Regions from separate parts of the Mus musculus genome. Here region 2 is linked to region 1. A link is a contact called in public targeted proximity ligation data. All regions are on one chromosome and are shown on one strand. The core of a region is the stretch at or near the end of the contact, and the rest is flanking DNA. Distances in the headings are between cores, read along the strand shown. Region 1 has its middle 6.6 kb from the start of Batf2. Region 2 overlaps Nrxn2 (neurexin II).

Region 1 (5,918 bases), core at 2,184-4,683:
GCAAGATTTGGGGGTTTTGCTTTTTAATAACCAAGTCTTTTACTTGTTTGTTCAAGACAGGGTTTCTTTGAGTAATAGCTCCTGGCTGTCCTAGGATGATCTTTGTAGACCAGGCTGGCCTTGAACACACAGAGACCCACCTATCCACCTACCTCTCTGCCTCTGCCTCTGAGTACTGGAATTAAAGGTGTATACCACCACTACTAACTGGCTTTGTGTTGTTGTTGTTGTTTTTAATTTTTTTTTAAAGATTTATTTATTTATTACATGTAAGTACACTGTAGCTGCCTTCAGACACACCAGAAGAGGGAGTCAGATCTTGTTACGGATGGTTGTGAGCCACCATGTGGTTGCTGGGATTTGAACTAAGGACCTTTGGAAGAGCAGTCGGGTGCTCTTACCTGCTGAGCCATCTTACCAGCCCCCTGTTTTTAATTTTTAAAGTAATCTCTCTCTCTCTTCCTCTCTCTCTCTCTCTCTCTCTCTCTCTCTCTCTCTCTCTCTCTCTCTCTTGGGTGTGTATGTGAGAGAGAGTCAAGCCAGCCTCCTGCCTTCTGTCATTTTAGCCATTCTTTCACATTTGAGACAGGGTCTCACTATGTAGCCTGGAACTCTGTAGACTAGGCTGGCCTTGAACTCACAAAGATTCACCTGCCTCTGTCTACCAGTTGGGTGCTGAACCTTAAGGTGTGTACCACCATGCTCAAACCTTAAAGTGACATCTTTCAGCATAGATGCTGGGGTTCATAGCTAGGTAGGACTGGAGAAGTGGAGGCAGATGGATCAGTTTGAGGGTTGTTTTTTTTTTTTTCCAGCTAATGGTGAAGAAGATTTGACCTTCTTTTTAAGGTTATAATTACATCATTTCCCTCTTCCCTTCCAAACCCTCTCACATATTCCACTTGCTTTCAAATTTGCAGCCTTTTTTCCCATAGTTGTTACATATATACATATATGCACATATACTTTTTTCCATAGTTGTTACATATATACATATATGCACATATACATAGTTGTTACATATATACATATATGCACATATACATCTAACCTGCTGGTTCTGTGCAGTGTTACTTGCTTGTATCTTCTTGCAGGGTTGACCACTTGGTATTGAGTAGCCAGTTGGCACAGTCTCATAGTCTCCATCTGTTGCAAAGAGTTATCTTGGTGAGGCGTGTGAACTACATTTATCTGGCTAGATTCTGGAGAAGGATCTTTATCCCCTTGATTTGCACAATTTTGTGGGTCTTCTGGTCAAAAGTATGGCAGGCCATTTTTGCAGGTCACCTCGCATGCCCACAAAAGGAAACACTGGACTTTCAACAAAGGGATTCCATAGGAATCTAGTTTTGTTGTTGTTGTTCATATCATTCCAGACCTGGACTTTTCTTCGTAGCCGTCACCATCATCAAGAGCCGTGCGTGGTGACTCACACCTGTAATCCCAGAAGTCAGGGTGCTGAGGCAGGAGCATCAGTGGGAACAGGGACAGAGACACAGCTCCATGCTACTGCCTCAGAAGCCTGATAGGTTCTTTTAATTTTTTAGAGACTTCTGCGCAGGTAAAACCAGGTCATCAGTTTCAAAACAGAAAACAATTTTAGAATGAGCCAGTATGAAGCAGGGTTGAGGTTTATTAAACTTACAGTCAGTGAGATGGTTCAGAGAGTAAAGATACTCGCTGCCAAGCCTAGGATCGAAAGCTATATTCCCAGGACCCACATGGTAGGAGAGGACCAATTCTACAACGTTGTTCTGTGTCTTCCACATGTGCAGAATGTGCCATGGAATGTGTCCCCGCATGTGGGTACAGGCGCGTGCGCATGCACACACACACACACACACACACAGATTCATACAATAATAAATAAATGCACGGAACCACATTTTATTTAGAGATTTGTATGTGTACCTGCACAACTTCATATGCACCACGTGTGCACAGGTGCCCTCAAAAGCCAGATGGCCTGGAGTTCCAGGCCGCTGTGAGTCACTTATGTGGGTGCTGGGAATGGAGCTGTCCTCTGTGAGGACAATAATTGATCTTAACTGCTGAGCCATCTCTCCAGCCCCACATATAGCAAATGTTTGTGTTGTTCTTGCTTCTCAGCTGGCAAGAAGCAACTAGAATCCAGGGTAAAGTGTGCCTTTCTTTTTCATGTCCCATAGTTTTCTCTTTCTGTCTTGCCTAAGGAGGATAGTCGCATGTTTAAGCCAGCCTGTGCTACCTAACAGGATCCTATGCCCCTCCCTCCAATTTTCCAGGGTGCAAGAAAAGAAAGGATTTATATATTTAATGAAAAAGTCAGTAGTGGCTCACACCTTTAGTCCCAGCACTTGGGAAACAGAGGCAGGCAAATCTCTATGAATGGTCAGCCTGGTCTACAGAGTGAGTTCCATGACAGCCAGGGATACACAGAGAAACCCTGTCTCAAAAAAAAGGGGGTGGGGGGAGCTGCGTTGCATGTGCGCGTGTGCACACACACACACACACACACACACACACACACACTTGTGGGCCTGGCTATACTCTAACAAGCAGCCCACAAGCAGCAGCAGCTTAGCGGCACTGGGAGGGGGGAGTCCTCACTCACTTTCTCAATAGGTACGACAATTTCTCCCCAGGCTTTTCTCTCCTTGGTCTGACTTGAGTCTCTTGTGCATTCTTGCTATCAATGAGATGGGCGTAGCCAGGGTCCCAGGCTCGCTCTTTGGCAGGAGCTGGGGTTCACCTTCTCTAAATCACAGGGACAAGAACTGAGGAAGTGGTTAGCCCCACGGCCATCAGGATGCTGCCAGAAGGGCAAATGGTGAGTGGGTCCTGGCAGGATCCTAGGCTAGAGCAATCACACACGAGGAATCTAGGGAGCTTCACTCGCCAGGAAATCCTTTTTCTCCCAGCCCCAGGGTGACCCAGACTCTTTGTTGTTCGTTGTTGGGTCTCACACAGCCCAGACTGACCTCATCTTAGCTATGCAGCGAAGGATGGCCTGGAGTGCTTTTAAAAATTTTTTTGTTTTCTGTGCATTTGTGTTTTGCCTGCAAATATGTCTGTACGCCCCTACATTCCTGGTACCCAAGAAGGCCAGAAGAGGACCTTCTGGAATTAGAGTTACAGATGTTTGTGAGCCACCATACGGATTCTGGGAATTGACTCTAAAGGAGCAGCAGTCAGTGCCCTCAACTGTCAAGCCATCTCTCCAGCCCCAGCTCTTGAATTTTGGATCCTCCTTCCAAGTACTGAAGCATGTGTCACCTGTCCCTGCAGGGACTTTTATCCTGACCCATTTCTTCCCATTCCTTACCATCAGCCAGAATTGGGAAGCAAGGTGTTGAGTCATCCACACACAGGAAGGCAAAGGCTTGCGGAGCGGAACGATTCTAGGCAGATTGCTGGTCAGGGAATAGGGAAGCAACTCCTGGGGACCATAAGCCAGGAAGGGCCACTTTCAGTTTCAGCACACTAGTCACGGATGGCTAATGAGAAGGCCTCCCATGGGGTAGGTAACAGCAGTTCTATGTGGTTCTATGATGTCACCCCTGTCCCTGTCATCGGTCCTTTCCTGGTGGTGGGCCCTGCCACTTGAGAGGAAGTGGGAGATGGTACACCCGGGTGCTCAGCAGAGCTGAGCTCTCTGCAGAGCCCTCTGCTGCCCAGGACACATTGCCTGCACTTTGCTGTGGTTTCCTTAAATCGCATAGATTTCCAGGAAGGTCACTGGAACCTCTGGAGGAGGGCAGGAAGTTTAAATAATAAACAGCAGAGCTGTGGAGGTGGTGGCTGCGACCCCAGCTCTTAGATTCTCTCTCCCAAAGCCTTTTTGCCTTTGTGACCTTGGCCAAGGCCTAGTTTCTCTGGGCTTCAGTTTTCTTGTCTATAAAATGAAAATCCTACCCAGGAGAAGCAGTGCATGCCTTTAATCCCAGCACATGGGAGAGCTTTGTGAGTTCGAGACCATCCTGGTCTCTACAGAGTGAGTTCCAGAACTGCCAATGCTACACAGAGGAATCCTGTCTTGAAAAACCAACCAGCCAGCAAACAAACAAACAAATAAATAAATGAAATGAAATTCCCCTCTCTGTGCCAGAGCTACGATCATGACTGAAGCTACACACGGATGGTGGTCACTGGTGTGCTCGGGAAGAGTGAGTCTCCTTGTTCTTGTCCTTGGAAAGCAGCCAGCGAGGGGCAAGGGGCAAGGGGCAAGGGGCAAGCAACCAGAGGCCCGGCTGGAGTGGAATGAAGACTGCCCTTTCCAGGGAGGCCAGCAATTCCCAGGGCCCAACACAAGAGGCTGCTGTCAGCCAACCCAGCACCTCAGACGGTGCCAAGAGGGTAGGGATGGACTCGGAAGCATCTGGGCTAGGCTGGTAGAGAGGTGGTCACCCCAGAGGACCCTAGAAATTGTCTATCTAGCCCCTGCAAAGACTTTCATCCGGACCCATTTCTTTCCATTCCTTGCCATCAGCTAGAACTGAGCAGCAAGGTCTTGAGAGTCATCCACACACAGGAAGGCAAAGGCTTGCTGAAGGGAACCATTTTAGGCAGCTGATTGCTGGTCAGGGACTGGGGAAGCAACTCTTGAGGACTTATATAAGCCAGGGAGGACCAGTTACGAAATCTCCTGGCTTTATAGCTGGGGAAACTGACGGTCAGTAAGAGGAGGCGACTTCAAGTCAAAGCCAGAGAGGGAGTCAGATCTCCCAGAGTTGGAGATACAAGTGGTTAGAATCCATACACCCATCATGGGTATTGGGAACTGAACTCGGGTGCTCTGTGGCTTCAGTAAACACTCCTAACCACTGAGCCATCTCTCCAGTTGCTTTACCTTGGTCTCAGTACAGGTCTCTCACCGAGACTGGACTTCGCCCATTAGGCTGAGCTAGATGACCAGTAGGCCTCTGGATAAGTGTCACCAGGCCCTATGAGGTTTTAGTTTGCTTGGGTTTTTTGTTTTGTTTCATTTATTGTTGTGGGCTGTGCGGATCCAACTCAAGTCCACATGCCTGCACTGTAAGCTGTGAGCTGTCTCCAGCCCTCGACAGGTCTCGCCTTCTTCCTCACTCACCCAACCCTCCCTGTCCCATGTCTCTCTCCTGTCCTCATCAGGAGCACACAAACCCACGGTCTCTATGCTTGGTACACAGCAGAGCCTCTTTGAGCATCTAGTACATGGCAGGTCCTGTCCAAAGCAACTGGAAACATCTATTTAAGAATAATCCAAGCTCATCCTTGGCTACAAAGGAGGTTGAGGCCAGCTGGGCAACATGAAACACTGTCTTAGAAAACAAAACAGTCGTGGCTGGAGCCATGCCTCAGCAGTTAATGTATTGGGAATCAGGCATCTCCACCACCCGCTCCAGGGACCCAGTGACAGCAGGATGAGTCCTCAATACCTGCCAAGATATCCTACTGTCACCGTGAGTCACATATCATCCTCGTGCACATGTGCCATATCTCCTCATAAAAGGCCAGGCCCTCCTCTCCCACTCTCTGTTTCCTCCACCATCGCCCAGAGGCAGCCTCTGTATACCACCCCCCCCCATTAAGCCTCCCACATGAGATCTGTTGCATGGTATGACATAAAGGTGTCTGTCACTTTGATCATAACATTGGTGCCGAGTGACTCGGAAGGCTCTGCTGGTGCTTGTGCTCCCGTCCGTGGGCTGAAACCACACGGGAGGACCCTGTTCCCAGTCCACCTGCAGCAGGCTCACCTCTCAGCTAACTGACAGCTGGGCACTCCATGCAACGCTGGACATTGGTAGATCCCTCCTCTCCCAATCATTATAAACACTCCGCTGTATCCGAGGGAGTGACTGTTGAGTGTCTAGCACCCCTCTGGAAAAGGAGGTACACCCAACCATGCTTTTTAAGGCTACAGTTGACCCTCTTAGTCCACCCCCACCCCTGACCTT
Region 2 (5,918 bases), core at 1,986-4,485, 300 kb before region 1:
AGGACTGGCAAGGAGAGGAGGCGATTTCATTTGGAGTCCAAAGACAGCATGGAAGGGGACGTGGGTATCTGCTTTTCCTGGGGACGGAGAATGGGCAAACTGACCCAGGGATCATTGGGGGAGAGGGGCTCCCCCTTCCATTGTTTTTTTTTTCCTTGAGAACTGAAGAATGGGTCACCATCACAGTGAGGTTGGAGGGGGAAGCTAGCCTCCACAGGCTGCAGAGGGCTCATGATCACACCATCCCAAACCCTCCCCCCCCCCACTCCTCCCTGCCCCTCCCCTAGCCGACTCCCCCTGTCTACCTGCTTTGGCTTGTCCAGAGGCCCTATTAACCCCGTCCCAAATTCCCCTGGGTTCTTCAGCCACCCTCCCTGCTCTCTTATTTGCCAGTGAGTAGCTGAGTCTCCTGTAAGACCCTGGAACAGGCAATGGTCTCCCAGGAACCAGGCTCCTTCCATGGACACCCATAGACCCCTGAACCTCCACTTCTCACAACTAGAGCCAGAAATCCACTCCTCATCAACCCACAGAAAAAAAGGCACAGAGAAGCCCTGGGACCTCAGTGTCCCCCTATCTTCTCTGAACTATAAGCCACATTTCTTCTACGCCATCTCTAAGAGCACACCTCTAGGTATTTCTCCTCCATTCTCCTCCCCACTGCCAAAGACAATATCCACCTTCAGAATCCCATCTCCAGAGATGGAGTGGCCTGGTGCCCATTAAATACTAAGCAGCAGACTTGAGACTGTGATTAGGGGAGTGGTATTCTAGGGAACTGTTAGCTAAAGAGTTCTTGTAACCAGTGGCCACAGGAGTAATTGATTAAGACGATTAACAAGGGACTCATATAATTAAAAATAACAGAATTCAATACTTAGATGCTAGAAGTGCTGAGTAGCCAATATTAATTATTAGGTATGGGGAAGCAATTTACATAGCAAGAGAAGAGTCTAGCCCCATGTACAACGATTGGAGCAAGGTGGTAGCCTGTCACGTGACGTGAGGATTTGTACTGACAGCCAGCAGGACTGTCATGAAATGAAGAGGTCAGCTAGTCAGAGAAATCAACAATCAACCTCAGGGCAGCCAAACTGATGGTATCCCAAACCGATGGTACCCCAAACTGATGGAACTCCAAAGAGAGGACAGCCAAACTGATGGTACCCAAAGAGTTGCGTTGTCTGATGCCATCACAGCAGCTGAACAAGGTTGGGGTAAGGACACTACACGTAAAAATCCAAGAGCTGTTCTGACTTGTTATAGAAAATAACATAGGAGTAGAGAGCAGCATGCATACAGAAAGTTCCAGAGTTGCTGGACAGAACAGTAGGTTAAAGCCGGGACAGAGAAAGGGAAGATGCGAGTTCAAATCCCAGGCCTCCTACTAATTTGTCAAGAGATCCAGACTCTCCCAAGAAAGTGCAAGGTTGGGACAGATGAGAACAGAGCCCTCTCCACCTAGGAGTGGAAAATGCAGACCCTGATGGCAGTGGGTACCCACAGTTAAAGACTAGAATTGGAGCTTTCATTAGAGGCTCTTCCTGAGGTACGGTGGCCCACACAGAAAGGCCCAGATTAGAGAACTAGTGTTTCAATCCATCAAGTAAACCCTAATGCTTCATCCACTTCTAGAGCCCAGAAGCACAGGCATGGAGATGCCAGGAATGAGGAGGGCGTCCCAGCCAGAGGGGAGTGAGTCGTTAAAGCAAGAGGACTTGCTGTGGCTAAACAGCTTTGGAGAAAACTACATCCTATCTCTACCTTGACCTCTGAGTGCATTCCAGCCCCCTAAAGATGCCAAGAGGAGGGCTGCAGACTCCGTGCAAAAGTCTGCGCTGAGGACAGCCTGTGAGCCTGCACAAGCTCAGCATGGGATGAAGGAAAGGGCTCGCTCCTTGAGTCAAGAGGCTCAGAACGTTCACATGGTCGTGAGACTTGAGACTGTCCAGGACTATCAGAAGCCCAGACTACAGCCTCCGTGCATTCTGCATGGATAACAAGTCCCAAACACCTGCAGAAGCAAAGAAATGAAGTGGCTTTAATTCAGATTTCAAGTTCCAAGGCCTCCTAACTCCCACCCAGACAGGCTTGTCTTCTGGGTCTTATTTTTCTCATCAGAAAACTGGAGATCATGGCTCCCATTCTCAGAATTTTATAAAAATTCGGTAAAGCCAAGTGTGGGGGTGCAGGTCATTGATCCCAGCATTTAGGAGACTGAAGCAGATGGATCTCTTTGAGTTTGAGGCCAGCCTGAGTTACATAACAAGTTCAAGGTCAGCCAAAGCTACATAAGACCCTCTGTCTCTGTCTCTCTGTCTCTCTGTCTCTCTGTCTCTCTCTCTCTCACACACACACACACACACACACATACACACCACGAACTAGGTGATAAATGAGACTTTTGAACATGAAGCTACATTCCAGCGCAGTTTGAGAGACACCCTGACAGGATAGCACTGAACAGAGGCAGCACAAGCTAAGCTACATGAGGCAGATCTGAGCTCTTTCAGGAAGACAGGAGGTATTCAGGCATTGTTTTTGTTTGAAACAGAGTCTCCATACAGAGCCCAGGCTGGCCTCCAACTTATGGCAATCCTTCTGCCTCAGCCTCCAGACTTTGAGAATTGCAGGGGTGTACCACAATACCCAGTGACAGCACTCACATGAAGTAGTTGACCTGCCTATGTCGGTCATGAGTCCTCACTTCCAAAATCTGTTCAATTGGGTTTAAAGAGGAGACCAAATGGATAGGCTGGGTATTTAACACTGTGATAGAGCACCTGTCTAGCCTGTGCAAGGCCTCAGACTCTATCCTCATACCGTCCTTAAAGAGGGAAATGCTTCCTGAAGGAAACCAGATGAACCAGGGGGAGAGAGACTTAGAAGAACAACTAATAGGCTCAATAGTTGCTGGTATTAAACCTTCAATTTGCTTACAACCTGGATGTAGAGATAAATAGTCACAAATATTAGCACACAGGTAAGATGTGAGAGGACCCAATACAAGTTTTCATGGACTCGACACAGGAAAGACGAGAGCTGGCTTTGGGATGGACCACGGGGAGCTTGAGCCATTTCAGTTGAAGAACTCAGAAGAAGAAGAAGCAAGCTAATGATCATGGCAGCAGGAGCCCTTCAGCACCCACATCGTGCCAGGCAATGAGTGTCTATAAATCCACTACCACTCAGTTAGTCATCAGCCGTTCCTTCCCACTTGGTCTATGGGGAACTGAAGCTCGGGGGTTGCATAACTCGCCTAACAACTCTCTGACTCAAATCTTAGACTTGGCCAACAGAGAGTGAATGGGTGGCCTGTTTGGGAGAGCTGTGGAAAGCTCCCCACAGGAAGAACAAGGAAAGGCAGTGTAGACAGGTCTGGAAAGTTACAAATCCGGGATCTAAGACAGGCTGTGTGCTATGAGGGACAGGAGGCAAGAGAATAGGAACTCCAAATGTGTTGGGGACTCTATCATTGAGTGGGTGCTTCACTCAGTACATAGGGGACTTAATCCTGGAGATTCCACCCATGGAGCACTGCATCCCAGAGGACCCCATCCTTCAGGACTGCATCCTTGGAGTCTGCATCATTAGTGCATCCTAGAATTTCCATCCTTGAGGACTCTATTTTGGGAGATCCCATTCTTGAGGTCTCCATCTTTGAAGACTCCATCCTTGAGAACTGGAAGATTCCATTTTTCAGGGCTCCATCCTTGAAGACTTCCTCTTTGAGAACTCCATCCTTACAGGTATTCTATCTGAGGACTCCATCTTGGATGACTGCAGCCTTGGAGACGCCATCCTTCAGGAGTCTACCCAGGGTCATCCTATTATTATAGACTCTGTCCCATGGGGACTGATCCTTGATGAACTCCACTCTCGAGACCCAGAAGAAAATCTGAAAGTGTCTGTACTGAGAAAAGGCACCATCTGAGCTGAGCAAGAGAAACACCAGGTGATGTTTTGGTAGCCAGTTTGTCTTTCAATTTGGTGTTGGCTAAAGATAAATGGATTTGCGTATTCTTATGTGGTGGTTGGAAGTATATGGCGGTATGAAAATTGAGTGAGTCTAGGATTAAAAACTAGGCTTCAAGAAACCCTCAGGGGTAATCAGTTGTCCCCCAAGAGGACTACCTATCAAAATAGCCTCAAGAACATGTTGTGTCACTAAAGACTCCTCTGGTCCCAGTTGCTGTGTTCCAGGGATGATCATCTCAACCAGGAGCTTTTGGAGCGAGCCTTCGGCCCACTCCCATAATTAACGGGGGCTGATTTGGAAGCAGGTCACTCCAGAAAGCCACCTCCCCAGCCACTCGAGTCACACAAGGAAAATAAGGAACCTGTAGCACTCTGGATTCTGGCCATCTTCATGTCATTTCTGCTTCCTTTGCGCCCCCACACTGTATTAAGGATGGAATCAGGACCTTGTGCATGTGAGATCAGTATCTGTCACTGAACCACACACCCCCATCCTGATGTCATTTCTTACATCAAATCCCTGAACTACTCCCTACTGACAGAACTCTGGGGAGGCTGAGCATTGTTGAAAGCCACCTCACCCTCTATCACCGGTGTGAATAGAGCAGGATTCTTCAAATCCTGGGATGTCATCTGGGCTGTCTACACCGTTGGGTGAATATGTAGAGTGCCTTCCTAGAGGCACCTCTGATGTGTGAGGTCAGATGGTTTCTGTTGTGGGGCAGTATTACAGACTAGAGTGATTACTCACTCCTGGCCTCTGCCTACTAAACGCCAGTAGCACTCCTTGAGTTAAGACAATCCAAGAGTTCCAGACATTGGCACAGTGTGAAGGGGTGATGACGAGATACTGCTGGAGCAACAGGAATGGAGATGTTTCTCTTGAAAGTCTCAGAAAACACAGATAAAGGGCTTGGCATTGACGAGGCCCTGGGCGAGGGCAGCAGCTCCCGAGCAGGGCCTTAGGGCTAAGCAGAGAATTCCCCAAATGTGCTTCCGGCATCTCTTGCCCATGGGTTCTGGAGTGAAAGAAATTCCTCAGAAGCCCTTTGGAGAAAGAGGGCTCTTCATCGAGATCCTTAAGCAGACGTCCTCTGTGGCCCAACCTCCCTGCCTTTGGGTCCACATGATCTGCCCATACTCTGAGCCATCCTATAGAACAATCCAGGAGAAAAGAATTTCCATCTATTATCAACTTGCACCCATGACTCTACATGTCCCAGAAAGAGATGAACACGGGCCACTCTACTCTGTGTCCTGACGTCATGTGTCACTGCATCCGTGAGGGTGGCTCACCTTTCCTTCCTCCGGGAAATCTTCCCAGTTCCCATAGTTGCTTCTGGGGTACACTGGGCAGGTGTGTGGCCTTATTCTAATCATTTTTTAATTTGTTCATTTATTTATGTCTTCATTTATGTTTGCATGTCTGTGGTATGATTGCACATGTATGTGGGCATGAGTGTACACGGTTCACGTGTGAACTCATGTGGAGTCTTGAAGGTATCACTGGATGAGACTAGATGCTTCCTTAGCCACTCCCCTCTGTTGAATAAAGTTTCTCACTAAGCCCAGCGCTTGACAATTCTGGATATTCTAGCTAGTCAGACTGCCCAAGGGACCCCCTGTGTCTACCTCCCAAGTGCTGGGATTGCAGGTGGCTACCATGACTGCCCTGTTTTGGCGGTTTTTGGTTTGGTTTGATTTTTCGAGACAGGGTTTCTCTGTGTGTAGCCCTGGCTGTCCTGGAACTCACTCTGTAGACCAGGCTGGCCTTGAACTCAGAAATCTGCCTGCCTCTGCCTCCCAAGTGCTGGGATTAAAGGCATGCGCCACCACGCCCGGCGACTGCCCTGTTCTTACAAGGGTTCTGGGGAGCTGAACTCTGACTGACCCTCACACTTGTGTGATCAGTATTTTTTTTCCCTGTTCTGTTTATTTGG

What was found.
Region 2: a contact with region 1 is called in a targeted proximity ligation map of bone marrow-derived macrophages, with 6 times the contacts expected there. A contact is called at or near these places in 6 of 39 promoter capture datasets (cranial neural crest, hippocampal neurons, liver and 2 more), 1 of 130 datasets of targeted methods (bone marrow-derived macrophages) and 1 of 9 other capture datasets (adipose tissue).

What each region holds. Positions count from the first base shown.
Region 1 is chr19:6,154,921-6,160,838 of GRCm38.p6, reverse strand. No RefSeq gene overlaps it. Among named protein-coding and RNA genes, the nearest start is that of Batf2, 6.6 kb to the left of the region's middle.
Region 2 is chr19:6,457,043-6,462,960 of GRCm38.p6, reverse strand. The region is part of intron 6 of Nrxn2 (neurexin II); the gene reads right to left. Among named protein-coding and RNA genes, the nearest start is that of Gm52381, 37 kb to the left of the region's middle.